2 separate regions of the Mus musculus genome follow, and region 2 is linked to region 1. The links are chromatin contacts, called in public promoter capture Hi-C maps. All regions are on one chromosome and are shown on one strand. Each heading gives the region's core, a stretch centred on a gene start, on an enhancer-like site or on the middle of the called end of the contact. The rest is flanking DNA. Distances are from core to core; before and after follow the strand shown. Region 1 has its middle 120 kb from the start of Gm46219. Region 2 holds the start of Trmt11 (tRNA methyltransferase 11).

Region 1 (7,585 bases), core at 3,222-5,721:
TGTAATCTCAGGACTCCTAGGGTGAGAAGTGAGATGGAGACAGGATAATCAGCCAGAAAGAAGCTCCTGGGCCAGCTACCCTGTAGCCCACAGCACAGCAATTTTGTTGTGAGATACCCTATTTCAAACAAACAAACAAACAAACAAACAAACAAACAAACAGTTGTCAGTTGTTGTTTAACCTCTACATATGAACTGTGTAATACAAGTATCTACACACACACACACACATACACACACACACTTCACATTCAAAACACAACAAACAAAAACACATGCACATGACTTTCTCTTCAGGACCTTTCTAGGGTCCCAAGACCCTTCCTGAGAAACAATTTCAGAGACCAATCTAGCCCTGCAGACTAGACTGCATGCCATACAAGATTATATATAGAGAAACAATCTTTCTTTTCCTTGAGCTCCTGGCACAAGAAATATAACGTTCAATTCTCTTACAGAAAAAAATCCAAAAAATTACATAGATAATTTCTACTACACTTTAACCCTGCCAAATTCAAAGCAAGGAAGCTAGGTTACATTTCAGAGATCATTATAAGAATGTTTTATGGTTTCAAAATTACCATGTTTTATGATTTGATAACCTTCACTATAAAATAATCCTTCTTCTATATAATTTAAATTATCTTCTTACAAATTTTTCTCCAATCACCCTTAGAGGAGACAGTGAATATCTGGTCAATGGTCAACTGATGTCCCAATGGAATTTATGACAATGATGTTTCCATTTAAAATTTAACGATTCCAGTCAGGAGTTTTAAAGAGACTTCCACTTTGATTTAGATTCTATTTTTGGTATATTTTCTGTTTAAAAATATTTGCCTAATGCAACAGAATGTATATGACTTATACAAGTGTTTTTCCTATATTTTATTTCTATTGAAATAACCCTAACTCTAACCCTTTATATATTAGAAAAAATATGAAAGATATGTGCAGTCTTTTGTGTTGACATTTAATTATTGATATTAATAATTTAGAAGGCCCATGGTGTCCAAGCACTGGATGGGTCAGCCAATCAAATTCTTATTGGGTACAAAGAGTTTCTAAGCCAATTGTTACTTTTGAAATGCAGTGAGTAGATCATTTCCTTTTCACCTCAATCTGTTCTCCTCTTATTTCTCCAATGTTTTCTGCCAGGCCAGAGATTTCTTTCATATTTTTCATTTTCTCTTATAACTTTGGTACTTCATTTACTAGGGCCCATGCCTTGGCCCCAGCAGAGGAGGGTGATCTCAGAAGGCTGAGAGCTTGAAGAGATTATGAGGAAGGAGGCATGGATAAAGCTCCTTTTATTTACCAGTACACAAGCCACTCAGAGGTAGATACACAGGCCTACAGACAGACGCACACAGGCAGGCTGGCAGAGGCAAAAGACTAAGGCTTTCTGACCTCAAGGTCATATTTATATACAAAACCCAAACAAAATGTGGCTTTCTGCAAGAGATGATTATGTAAGGGATGAAATCACGGTTTACTTTTGGGTTCCCTAGACATCTGGTGTCAGCCATTTTGCACTGATTCATAGCCTACCAGATGTCACTGCTAGGCATCTTGCCTTATATTGGGTATCCATATCAGTGCCATGTTGTATAAACATAAATTGCCCCTCAGGGCTCTCTATCTCATATACTTTTTTCTTTTTATTGGATATTTTCTTTATTTACATTTCAAATGTTATCCCCTTTCCCAATTTCTCATCCCCCTTCCCCTGCTTCTATGAGGGTGCTCCCCCCAACCACCCACCAACTCCTGCCTCCCTGCCCTGGCATTCCCCTACACTGGGGAATCTAGCCTTCACAGGAGTAAGGGCATGTCCTCCTGTTGATGCCTCTGCTATATATATGGCTGGAGCCATGTGTCCCTCCATGTGTACTCTTTGGTTGGTGGTTTAGTCCCTGGGAGTTCTGGAGGATCTGATTGGTTGATATTGTTGTTCTTCCTATGGGGTTGCAAACCCCTTCAGCTCCTTCAGTCCTTTCTCTAACTCCTCCATTGGGGACCCTGTGCTCAGTCCAATGGTTGGCTGCATCTATTTCATACATTTAGCTAATTAATTAAAACTCCATTCATTCTTTCCCTCTTTGTGCTTTTTTTTCGAGGGGGGGGGCACTTACCCTTACATTAAAAATGCTCTTCAAAGCTAACATTGATAAATATCATAAATACATCAGCAATGTTCACTGTACTGGTTAATGAAACAACAGGAAGCTTTAATTGTGTCTAAAAACAGACACTGAGGCTCTTTCTCTCTCCAGCAGCACCTATAGTGGTTTTTGATCCTTTTCAAGAAGTGGAACTTCTCATTTGTCATTTCCAGTTCCAGTTCCAGTATTAATGTCTTTCACAGGGAGATGAGACAGGTAAACCACTGAGCATCTTTATTGATATAACATGGTTATACTACAGGAAGTAATTACAATTTGTTCTGCTTTTTATGGTGCAATATAAATCTCACATTGTTGAGAAAAGCACCTAAAACTATTTGAAGTCATCAGGGAGGCTACTGTGGCTATTAAGCTTGGTTTCCTGGTTTCAGTGACACTTACTTAGTGATAACAGTTTGTTATGGACTAGAAACAGCCGCTGGGGAAAGCTGAATGTTATTTGAAAGCTTCCCTGGAGAAATTTTGTTGTATGAAAGAATTATAAATTGATATACACTGTTTAAACTTTGATATCTTAATAAACTCTTCCTAATGAATAGTACACTAAATTTTCTAATACTTTTGGCTAAACATAATAGGACATGGTGTTGGGCTGGTTAACTTTTTATTCTCTCTAAATGGTAATTTAGGAAATGAGCTGTAAGCTCTCGGTGCACAAGTGTACCATAAAAATCCCATTGACTGAAATGCAAGCACAGTGGATCTGTCTGCCATGTGCCTGCCTGTCATGGCCTCTCAAGAGGTGTCACTTAATAGCATTCCTAAAATCACCTTGAACCACTAATAAGAAGAGAAAATGAAAAAGGGGGTAAAACCAGTTCCCCACTTAACAAATCAATGGGCATTTTTGTCTAGAGCCAAGTCAGAATTGAGAAATGCAATAACATAATATATTTTGGTCTTCTTCCAGAATCAGTGAGAGTCCTGCCAAAAAGCGAGAAACAGTATATCTGAAATGTTTGAAAGGCAGGAGACGTGCCAATCCTCATCCGAAAGGTTACTTGAGACAGGAATAGGGAGTTCCTGAATGATTGGCAGGACTTGCTGCCGTTATCAATTAACAGTTAGAAAGCTCACTTGATATGCCTGGTTATTTTACCCAGTACCAGAAAGGCAGCATTTCTCCATGGCAGAAGATAGTTACAGTTTATATAATATAAGCAACCAAAGAGTAGGCCTAAATGCAGTAAGAAGGGAGGAATTTGCTTGACAACAGTCATTGGCAACAAGACTAGGCCACGAGTGATGTGCCAATCATCCCATAATTTGATCATTTATCAATATCTTTCCTGCTAGTCAAAGAACACCTACAAGGAGTACTGGCTAGTGCTTATCAACCACTGTATAGCTCACAGAAACATAACATTTGGATAGTAATAGTTCTGCTCAATAGGCATGCAATGATTTGTGTAATGCCTCAACAAGCTAGTCTGGTTTGTTTTCCTTTAAACATAAATTCTTTGAGGCTCTACATGACTACAGAAGGAGAACAACTAGGGACAGTTCCAAAAAAAGATTGTACAATGTGTTCCTTTGCCCACTTCTGCTGCCTTTTATGTGACTATGGGGCCTGGTAGGACTGAAGACAGGAAAGTAATTATAAAGCTGCATCAAACCAAATATGTTTTACCTTTTTTTCCTCTCCTACATTATTGCTGAGACAAAAATCTGATAGCACAATGTTTTAATTTGAGAAAGAACTTTCTATTCTTCCTAATAGATAGATGTTTGCTTTGAGGGTACACTAATTCCTTCAAGTAACTGGAATATTCATTTTTGGATCATGGTGAAACATATGGCCCATAATAATGGACATACCCCTTACATTAGAACATATTGCACTTGACATGTATTCAAGGATTATAGACTGTTATGTTTCAGGGCTACAGTTTAGCATTATTTTAGAAACTGGTCTTTCTCTTTCTCCTGTTCTTCCTTTTCTTTTTTTAAAATGTGTGTTAATGTCTCCTTGTTGTTCATAAACCACGAGTGATCCATGACATAGATTTTCAGTGGTAAACCAAACTCTCCCTTTCATAGATAACTTGATATAAAACCGATTGAATGAAATGTTAATTTGAGGTAAATTGAATTGAAGATTTTATTAATGCCTTAGAAGATCTGGAAGTACTTTTAGAAAAATCTAGTTAACGTTCTTTAATTGAAGAGAGAAATTTTCAGATCCAGAGAGATTAAATCAAACTCTAGGGCTGTAGAGATAGCCTAGCACTTAAGAGCACTTATGGTTCCTGCTGAGGATTGGTGTATAATTCCCCACACCCATGTCAGGCAGCTCCCAACTTCTTGGAGCTCCAGCTGCAGGGGATTCAATGTCTTCTTCTGGATTTGGAGCGTGTGTGTGTGTGCGCGCACTCTCTCTCTCTCTCTCTCTCTCTCTCTCTCACACACACACACACACAAATAAAAATAAATAAAAAATCTTTAAAAGTAAAATTTTCAACTAAAATTGTAAATAAGGTGCACATATTTAGCTATGCTAACAGGAGATCCATTAAAAAGAACATTGAAGAATACACAAGGAATAAACTAAACAAGCAAAATGTTTAAGAAAGTAGAAGGCAGAGTGATAACAAGGTTAATAGATTTAGAAAAAGAAAACAGCAGCAGCACTGTTAGTGGTGGAAATGCAGATAAGCTGGATTTATACATGCAATGTCCTCAAAGCTGAAGTCTCAGAGGCGTCAGGGACTCCTGGTATAGAGGCACAGAAATGGAGATACAAAAAGAAGTACAGCTCCAATTCCAAAATGATTCATATGCTGAAAAAAATGAAATTAATGAGCATTTAAAATAGAAAACTGGGATACGAGCCTAGAAATCTGGCTTACCATTCTGTGTTTTATTTATTATGTGAACATTAACATGCTCTCTCTCTCTCTCTCTCTCTCTCTCTCTCTCTCTCTCTCTCTCTCTATGTGTGTGTGTGTGTGTGTGTGTGTGTGTGTGTGTGTGTGTGTGTGTGTGTGTAAGATAGTCAGAGACAGAGAGACAGAGAGAGAAAGACAGAGAGACAGAGAGACAGAGACAAAGATGGACAGAGGCATACACAAAGATATTCTTTTTTTTTTTTCCATTTTTTATTAGGTATTTCGCTCATTTACATTTGCAATGCTATACCAAAAGTCCCCCATAGCCACCCACCCCCTCTCCCCTACCCACCCACTCCCCTTTTATGGCCCTGGCGTTCCCCTGTACTGGGGCATATAAAGTTTGCGTGTCCAATGGGCCTCTCTTTCCAGTGATGGCCGGCTAGGCCATCTTTTGATGCATATGCAGCTAGAGTCAAGAGCTCCGGGGTACTGGTTAGTTCATAATGTTGTTCCACCTATAGGGTTGCAGATCCCTTTAGCTCCTTGGCTACTTTCTCTAGCTCCTCCATTGGGGGCCCTGTGATCCATCCAATAGCTGACTGTGAGCATCCACTTCTGTGTTTGCTAGGCCCCGGCATAGTCTAAAAAAAACTAAACTAAAGATTGTCAGTAAACATCTAGTTGCTAATTCTTAGAGCTCTTCTTTACTCCTTTTCATTTTAACTAGGAGACTATCTTAAAATATTTGATTGAACATATATTTAAACATATTTTACCTTTGTATTTTTAAAAGATGAATTTTTAATTATGGTTATGACATTGGGTAAAAGTAAAAAAAGTATTGTTTACATTTTATTTTCAAACATCATTACTTATTTTGTGTAAAATTATGCTCACCTTTGACCTTAAGTCAAACGTAGTTATATCTTATGCCACCGGATCAGTAGGTAACTAACTAATTGTTATCTTTTATGTCTTTGATGATAATCAAAGATCAACTTATATAAAAATGAACATAAATCTGCCTACTAACTTAAAGAAATAGTATTACATCCCAGTGGACATGTGCCCAGGACTGGCTTTTCTATTAAAGTGTCATATGAAGTGACCAACCTGTCCTTGTGTACTTGGGGCATTACCCACTTAGGATCAGAAAGCTCTACATCAAAAGAAATCCCTCAGCTCTTAACAAGCAAGTGTTTCTCTGACCCCGAGAACAAGCTGTCACATGAGGACCTGTAAACCAATTCTGTGGGGAAAAGCAACACAGTTTCACAAAACCCCAAATATTGATATTCCACAATATTAAAAAAACAGTTTATTCTTTAATTTTATATTTGCAGTTTGTAAGCAGCCATCAGAAACAGAGGTGCCAAAAATCCTTATAAAAGACCATCCTTCTGTGGTTCTAAGCCAGGGCCAGTAAAAAGCCAAAAATTTCCAGGCCAATTCTGAGGACTTAAAAGGTTCCGATAGTTCGGATAAGCTTTGGACAAGCGGCCAAATTCTGGAAGCATATCTGAACTTGCTCCAAATCCCAAACCTTTTGAGGTTTACTTCTTCTTAGTCCAAAGTCATTGCAAGAGCTGACAGCCCCTTCACAACTTTACATGAACAATAATGAGTCTGAGATTATTGGAGGCGCCAAGTCACGCCATCCCTTCATTGTTTGGATAATAAAGTTCAGAAGTACTGAGGGTAATCTTGGAGAGAGACAGAGACCAACTTTTACTTATCTTTTTTGGTGTTCACTTCCTTTTTAGCTAATTAAACCTTCGTTCTTCACAGGAAATAAAATTTTGCAACCTCCATAATAGTTTGGCTTCATAATACTGTATATATCTTTTCCCAGTTTGTCTGGAAAAACAGGAAGAGAGAGGTGCCAGCGTGAGGACCCAGAACAGCAAGTTATCTTTTTAAATTAGCAGATTTTTCTTTGCATATGGCCAAAGATAGCTGTGCCACTGGGTCAACAAGAGTGCTTACCCTGGATCGCTGTCTGGAGCATTAGGGAGATGGCAGGGGAAGAGGCCTAGAGATAAATGGGGCTAATTTTTAAGCACTGCGGGTCAGTGGTTCTGATAGTTTCTTAGAAGCTACTTTATATGGTCATGTATAACCCTCCCAACAGGCTGAGTCAAGTCTGATGCAGAAGGAGGCAAACAAGAAAAGAAATCCATTTACAAGCTTGAAGCACGTTCAAGACAGTGACGGTTGTTCATATCCTACCATCTTTGTGGGGACTCTGGACCATACTCTATGTAACTCCCAACTTTCTCTTGCCTATTCATTGAAGACCAGTAAGCAAAGAACACTAAGGACCATCCATCCATATAGTCACACAGCTATTATGAATTCTACTTTAAAACCATCTGAGGAAATCTTTTCCCTAATGAATTTCTAAAGGAAGATAAAAGAGTGGAAAGGAAAGAAAGCTACATAGGAGATACACACAATTAACACATTTTGATTTACCACTTGGAATTTTACATATGGAATCTAATAACAATGAATATTCATACAGAATAACCAACTGTCAAGCAATGTGCTAATTAAGCAGATTTAGTG
Region 2 (7,585 bases), core at 2,901-5,400, 780 kb before region 1:
ACTATGACAGTTAATCTAGTAACTGCAGCAGGTACTATAATTGAGTAATGTATATACACTGTGTGGATGGCTCTCAGCCCAGGTGGGATAGAGACAAATGATGTGAGATTTCATTTTTATGTCCAGATCTGCATGTAATTTATGATATGTGGATTGTTTATTTCTGGCATTTTCATTTACTATTTGGTATTAACCATAGGTAACCGAAACTATAAAAGTTAGGTCACAAACGCTGAAGGTCTAGGTAAGAGGCAACTACGTAAATGTACTTCTAAATGAGTGTTTATAATAACCAGCAACAGTTTTTGTTATTTTAACAAGAAGAAATGTGCAGTTTTCCATGTCAGGAGACAAGGAAGAAGCACAAATTAGTAATATATGAAAAGTGACAGAAATTGTTGTCATATGGTATGTTTTTTATCAAAAGAAAATGAAAGTAAATAGTGGTTTGATCAACACTTACAAAAAATACTCGATTTGAAATAGAGACACAGATAAAGAAGTTTACCTTGATAGCATACTGCTAATACTATTGGCATATCATTCAGTGATAGAGTTTTTTGGGAGTTGTTCTGGAGGTCTCATCAGACACAGTAGTGAGTGAAGAGAGGTTGAGGTGGTGAAAGCCAATTCTACAATGTGCCAATGTCTAGTAGTGTTGTGCCTGCATGCACCAAGAAAGAAGCATAAAGATCATAGAGATCCACTAAGATTTCTGGGGTTTTTTGATTGTTTGTTTTGGCATACTATTTTGCAATTTTAAGTAACACACCATTTATTGCAGTGCTGGATTATAATATCTATAGTTAAGTGTTGTGTAGTATGATTAAAATTCATTAATTTAGCAAATAATTTTTAATATTTAATGAGCAACAAACACACTGGGATCCAGGACTAAAGAAATAATACCATTCATCCTATGTTTGGTTACCGATGCTATGGGACTAAGACAAAAATAATTTATTAAATCTTAGTGTGTTATGAAGTGTGGTAATGTCCAGACGAGTGGCCAGGAGACCTCTGATAAGAATATGTAGTAGGTAGCAGATATTGAAATTCAAGGCTCAGTGTTAGGCAGACTGATGATGGGAAAGCCGAAAACCTTGAGTTCTGTTTCCACTGTTAATTCATACAAACTTCTAAATGTCAGTTTACTCACTAGAAATAGAGTAAGGGTCTGTGAGTTCTCAAAATTAGATTTATAGGTTTTACAACACTGCCTTGTGTAATAGCTTTCTGATTATTTATATAGCTGACAATTTTTTCTATAGTAGTAAAAATATGACAAACTTTGGGAAAAGTGCAATCTTTGAATGTTTTTCCGCTGTGAATTTGCAGTGATGCAATTGGTCCCATGAATGATAGTACAGGGAAGGTGGTTAAGGGGTAATTAGCCGGTTGATTCTGTTTGTATAGGTCTATACTGTCTCACAGGGGCGCAGGGATGTGTTGCTTACTGCTAGGTGAGGAAACCCTGACGGACCACCTGTGTGGGATCTCTGGACCTCTGGACAGGTGCAACAAGAAAATGAAGGAGTCTACAAAGTTGTCCTTTGACCTGCACAAATGACCTTTATGTATTGCTCTCCCCATGCCTTGTAAATGGACACATACACTGGTGATAACAAAAATAAAATATAAAATCCTTAAAAGAACATTTTTAGTGTACACTTTCTTCACTCATAAAGATAAATAATCAAATTACAATTAAAATCTATTTAGCCTTTTTGGTAGTGTCCGGTTAAGTGTTATCTATCCATGAAGGCACTTCAAAGCAAAGCTGATTAGTAATGTGACTTAGTCACTGTTGTATTGCTATGAAGAATACAATGACCAAGGCAACTTTTATTTGTGGGCTTGTGAACAGTTGTAGAGGTTTAGTTATCAGCATGATGGCATGCAGGCAGCTCTGGAGCTGTAGATGAGACATGTATCCTGATCCAAAGGCAGAAAGAGACACTGTCTGTTCTGGGCTTTTGAAAGCTCAAAGCCCACTCTTAGTGACACACTTCCTCCACTCTTCTTCATTAAGGCCACCCCTAGTTTTCCTAATCGTTTTCACACAGTTCCACTCCCTGGTGACTAAGTACTCGGACATATGAGTCTGTGGGTGTCATTCTTGTTCATGATGATACTGTTAAGATATGGTCAGGGGCTGGTGAGATGGCTCAGTGGGTAAGAGCACCCGACTGCTCTTCCGAAGGTCCAGAGTTCAAATCCCAGCAACCACATGGTGGCTCACAACCATCCGTAACGAGATCTGACTCCCTCTTCTGGAGTGTCTGAAGACAGCTACAGTGTACTTACATATAATAAATAAATCTTTAAAAAAAAAAAAAAAAGATATGGTCAGTTATAAAGTCCAGCAATAACTGCATATCTGTGTTAGTTTTCTAGTCAAGTTTCATAAATGCAAATGAAGAGAAATCCTAAACTAGGTGTTGTGCATAGGCCTATAATTTCAACTCTCAGGAGGGGGAGGGGTGAAGAGCTTGACAGTTTTAGGTCAGTCTGGAATATATGAAAACTAGTTTAAACAAAAATTAACTTAATATTTTACTGAATTTTCATTTATGTAGTCGTTTGTAAAAGTGTTCTTACATTTTTGAGTATTATTCTAACAACTAAAATAACTTACCTTTTAATTATCAGAATGATTTTTATTTTGACGGGGGGGGGGGGGGGGGAGGAGGGCGGGGTTCAAGGAGAGGGGCTCGATAGTGTTAAGGATTTGGCTCTTGTGATTATAGTAGTACTTCCTTCAGAGTCAGAACCCAGAAAGGCAGATAGATCCAACAGAAAGTCCTTGTAGCTGGTTTGTAGGTACTACACTAGAGAGTGGGAATGCTGGGAAGTCAACGTCTATCCATCTCCTTGGCCCATCTCACTGCTGGGTAAAGCTTTTCAGGTGTATCCTGTTAGGGTAGGAGTGCCCATAGCCAGGTGAGTGAGTCCTCATCGATTCTCTAGAAGGAAACCCAATAAACTCATTGCTCATTGGAGTGAACTTTGGTGATAATGTGCCTTGTTTTGTTCTTGGGATTTTGGTAGACATGGTTGCTGTTGCTTACATTGTCCTCAGTGAAAGGATTTTTAACAACACTAACAAAGGCAAATCTCTCTTTAAAAAAAAAAAGCAGAAATTCTCATTTAAAACAACAAAAAACATTTCCCAATGCTATTTATTGGTCCCATGCAATAGAGTATACGTTGAAGTTTGAATATTGTAACACCTAGTACTTATAGCTATTATCTGTAGGATGCAATACTCCAGTTCTTAAAAGAATATTGAAGCTCACAGATGTTACAAAATTCGCTGAGAGCATAGGGATAATAAATGGAACTGAGGTTTGGGTAACAAGGGTCACCACTGTCTGTGTGCTGGCTGTCTTGATCACTACCAATAAGCATCAACTATATTTCTGGCACAGGATACTTGTATATGCTGTGCATTACCAAGGTGGAACACAAAACCCAAAAATACAGGCCTCAGCAGTACAAAGGGTTCAGTACTTTGAGCAGAAATGATACTTGTCGAGCTTATGTATAGGTAGCCATGTCTCTTGCAAACTGTTATGGTATTAGGCCCATCTGAGTAATTAGGGTAACTTTCACCAATGTTTTTAATCTACCACTGGCTGTGGATTTACTGTGTGCCTGGAACAACATAGCATAATTACGGAGTGCAAGTCTGAGGAAGGCTTTTGTTTGTTTGTTTGTTTCCATACAGAGCAACCCGAGATGGGTCCTTGACAGCTCTTGAAAAATTTTTGCAAAATCACTAAAAGTACACTCAGTGTTCAAGCAGGTGAGGCTGAATCTCGAACGATTAAGAGTCTACACTTAACAGTGAAGTTTTGGTCCAGTTTTGAGCTGAAGAACAGAGGGAGGAGTCAGAAGAACACTCCAAGTGGAGTATCCCTGGGGAACTGCGCGGGATCACTGCAGCCTGCCTCTTAAAACAATGCATCTCACAAGGGGAGCGTGCTAGGGTAGCCACAGACGGTGGGAACACCAGGATCTCACTCTTGCCCTTAGCGCCCCTTCCTAGAAAGTGCCACCCGCCAGTGTTCCTTGTCGTGCTTCCGTTTCCGGCTCCGGGATGAGGCTCGGCGGAAACTTGGCTCTAGGGAGGAGGAGGAGGGGGCGGGCCCGTGGAGGCCGCGCAGGCGCACGGTAGTAGCTGCAATGGCGCTGCCGGGCTCCTTGAATCGCTATCTCTTGCTCATGGCACAGGAGCATCTGGAGTTCCGCTTACCGGTGAGCCGTCCTGGGTGCTGGGCGCAGAGGCTCGCACTCCTCACGCGCCGGCTGGGGGGGGGGGGGGTCTCTGCGGGCAGCGGCGCGCGCCTGGATTGGGGCGGGGATGAGGCCGCTGGGCGGACCATGTCCCCGGCAGCCTTTCTCCAGGACGGAGCCTTGCCATTCACCCCTCTGCACGTGCTCCTGGCGCCGCAGTTAAGCAGGTGAACCTGACCCGACGCAGAATGGAGACATCCATGGGGGCTCTCGGTGGAGTGTGAGGAGTGTCGATATAGGTTCAGGCATGATGGAAGGCTTGGGGTGGAACTTAATAAAGTTGGGGAGGGGGAAGCTTTTTTATTTACTCAAGTGACATTTTCTACAGCGCCTGAAGTCGCGTGCACCGAACGGCAAGGATGCGCTGACTGACAGCTCTGCCCTTAAAGAGCGTAATGTTTACTTAGGCTCAGGACTAGCGGACGCGAGAGCATAGCCATAACTTTGTGAAGTGCAATGATGGAGGGTTCTTAGTGGGAACCTTTAAAGTATGGGGGCCTTTTAAAAAGGGAATCTTTGTCCATTGATGAATGAAGGATGTTGCCTTTCAAGGTGGGGGTGACATATGAGCTACAGTATTAGTTACCGGGGCCAAGGAAATAAGTCCATTAGAAGTATAAACTGTTGTTCGTTGCTCGTCACCAGCTACGTAGCAGAGTGGTAAAGAGAGAGAAGTAGGCTGATGGACCAGAGAAAACAGACTTGAGGACACTATAGCTTGGAAGAGGAATTAAACAGTTTAAAAGTAAAGAGGCAGAATTAGATTGTTTTTTAATAGAAAGTAAAATGAAGGAAGGACTCGAGAGCAATAAGACTGGAGTTAATAAGAATCTGTTGGAATATTAAATGATTAAGAAACTAATCTAGTGTCAGCAGTAAGAGAACAGGATAGAGTGGCAATGTAGGAGGTGAGAACAAATCTAGATTGTGATAAGCATTTCATTTTTCTGCGTAAGAAAACCTGGAAAGGATGAGATTTCTTCAACTTCATGTTTAAAGAGTGGTGAGACACTGGAACTGGAGAGTTGGCTCACTGGTTACGAACACTGCTCTTCCAGAGGACCTGAATTTGGCGCCCAGCAGCTGTGTCAGGATACTGCCTACAGCCATTGGTAACCCCAGCTCCAGGGGTGCCTACACTTCTGGCCTCCGTTGGCACAAGGCCTCCCTTACTTTTGTGAGTGTACCCACAGGTTTTAAAAAAAAAGTGCTAGGCCAAGTACAGATGCTTGGAAGCTTGGACATTAAAGGAAAACTGGCAGGAGACATGCAACATGTCAGACATAAGGACAGAGGTTTCCTCCTCCTTACGGGGATGAGTAGGAGTGAGTGTATGTGTTTTGTGGCTAAGATGGAGGTTCTGTCCCCACCTCTTACACATCTTTTCATTCTGGGATATCCATGCAATTTATTTTCACCATTCACCCCCAATTCTTGCTAAAACCAAACACCTTCTAGTACAAGAAACAACTTGATGCATACATACCCAAAGAGAACTAGAGGTGGCATTTGTTGCTCACATCTCCCATTGTTTGTGATTTGGAGTAGGAAGTGATGGTATCACTCCCTCCTGATGGCCATGGTCATGGTGTAAAGACCTTCTGGAAGGGAGGGAAGGAGAGTGTTGGCAACCAGCATCGGGGACACTTATCTTCTTAGTTACTTCCTCATAGGGCCAATGTGGAGGGATAGAGTTCACTTGCTATATCTTATTTAAGCAATTGGTCAGTGTGACAAAGCAAGGTATTTTTACAGTCAATCTGTGTTTATCAGAACAAAGAGGTTGCCTGAAGGATGTATGCATTTGATCAAATTTCCTCATGACATGCATGTTACATTTAAAATGTTCACTCTGGGCAGGTATAGTGGTACACTCCGGTAATCCCAGCGTTTGTGAAGTGGAGGCAGGTGAATCGAGAAGTCAAGGCAGCCTTGGTTATATGACAATCTTAAAAACAAACAAAACTGGTGTTAACTCTTTCTAGTTTTATTACTACACTGAAAGGTTAGCCATGTCCTTACACGTTTCAAACTCACAATTATGCTCCCTAGCTAATTATTTCTTTTTCAAACATCTTCAAATCATGTTTAATAATTCATTCTATTTTTTTATTGTTGACTATTTTATTTACTAATCTGTAGCATCTGTAAAAAAAAATTCTTTACTTCCCTAAATCAGGACAGAACAGTTTCTGATGAAATCCTTTTGTAGCTCATGTATAAAATCTCTCAGGTCTATGACCTAATAACCATGGTTAGGACTATAAAAATCTCAGAAGTCTATGTTACAATTGCCTGATGCTGACAATTGCAATATGCCTCAAGTAGATATCCCCTTCCCCTTTCTTTCTATCATTAGACCTGCTTTTCTCTGCAGACTCAGTTTAAAGGATTGAAAATGCACATTAGTCACTTGTCAGAAGTAACCTGACAGAGCAGAGCTTTGTTTTGCCTCATGACTTTGGAGAGTGCAGTTGGAGGTGTAGCAGAGTGGCATGGTCTGAGGCTGGGTTGTGAGGAAGCGGCGTGTCCACACACTAAGAAACATGGAGTGGGTCGGAATCGTGGGAATAATTCTCAAAGCCTGCCTCTTAGTGGTGGACTTAGCCACGGCCTCCTAAATACTCTCCAGTGTTCAAAGTAATACTTCAAGCTAAGCACTGACCTGAAAAACATGAGCCCTTGGGGGACATTTCTGCCTCAGACCGTAACAAACATATATTTTCTCTATGTTTTTCAATACAGGAAATAAAGTCTTTACTATCGGTGTTTGGAGGGCAGTTCACTAACAGTCAGGAAACTTATGGAAAGGTAAGGTGATTTTATTTATTTATTTATTTATTTTTAAAGGGAATAGGAGGTGGTTTATTTTGGAGCCATTTTGAATGGTTATGGCCTGGGAACACATATTTAGGTTACCCCAAATTCCGTGTTGCAATGAAGCAGTTCTCCTGGTTTTACAGAACAAAGGAAGTCATAAATTAAGGTAAGCTGAAATATGTCCTACTATACGTCAGAGAGGTGGTTTGTAGCAAGATGCAGGAAGCATCTTTACAGGCCTGAGATGCTATCGGACGACATCCTTAGCTTTTGCATGGCGGGGCAAGCGTTTTTTATCTATTAGTGCAGTATGTTAGTTTCTACACAGAGACGGGGAGGATGCTAAAGGAAGCCCAACACAGGCACTGCAGTTCTCATCAGTCATTGGTCTCTGTGGACACAGCTTCTTTCCTGAGTTCTTGCTCACAGTTGCCCCAGTTGGCCAAGCCTCACAGTTGTGCATACA

The links. Promoter capture Hi-C pulls out the DNA fragments that hold promoters and counts their contacts.
Region 2: a contact with region 1 is called in a promoter capture Hi-C map of hippocampal neurons, with 2.8 times the contacts expected there. The contact joins the promoter of Trmt11 here to the enhancer-like site in region 1. A contact is called at or near these places in 3 of 39 promoter capture datasets (the 3T3-L1 cell line, hippocampal neurons and stem cell-derived epiblast-like cells) and 2 of 115 datasets of contacts at active chromatin or transcription factors (embryonic stem cells and stem cell-derived neural progenitor cells).

The regions. Positions count from the first base shown.
Region 1 is chr10:29,820,732-29,828,316 of GRCm38.p6, reverse strand. No RefSeq gene overlaps it. Among named protein-coding and RNA genes, the nearest start is that of Gm46219, 120 kb to the right of the region's middle. Within about 2 kb of position 4,471, at least 10 of the 459 cell types and tissues checked have an H3K27ac peak or open chromatin away from gene starts, as enhancers often do. A contact at or near this core is called in hippocampal neurons, where this site is marked.
Region 2 is chr10:30,597,265-30,604,849 of GRCm38.p6, reverse strand. Trmt11 (tRNA methyltransferase 11) reads left to right here and starts at 4,150. Exons shown (of 13, transcript NM_028604.3): 1 at 4,150-4,260; 2 at 7,045-7,110. The coding sequence starts at 4,189. Gm20300 (predicted gene, 20300) reads left to right here. Exons shown (of 1, transcript NR_045008.1): 1 at 1-1,655. It also overlaps a transcript of Hint3 not described here.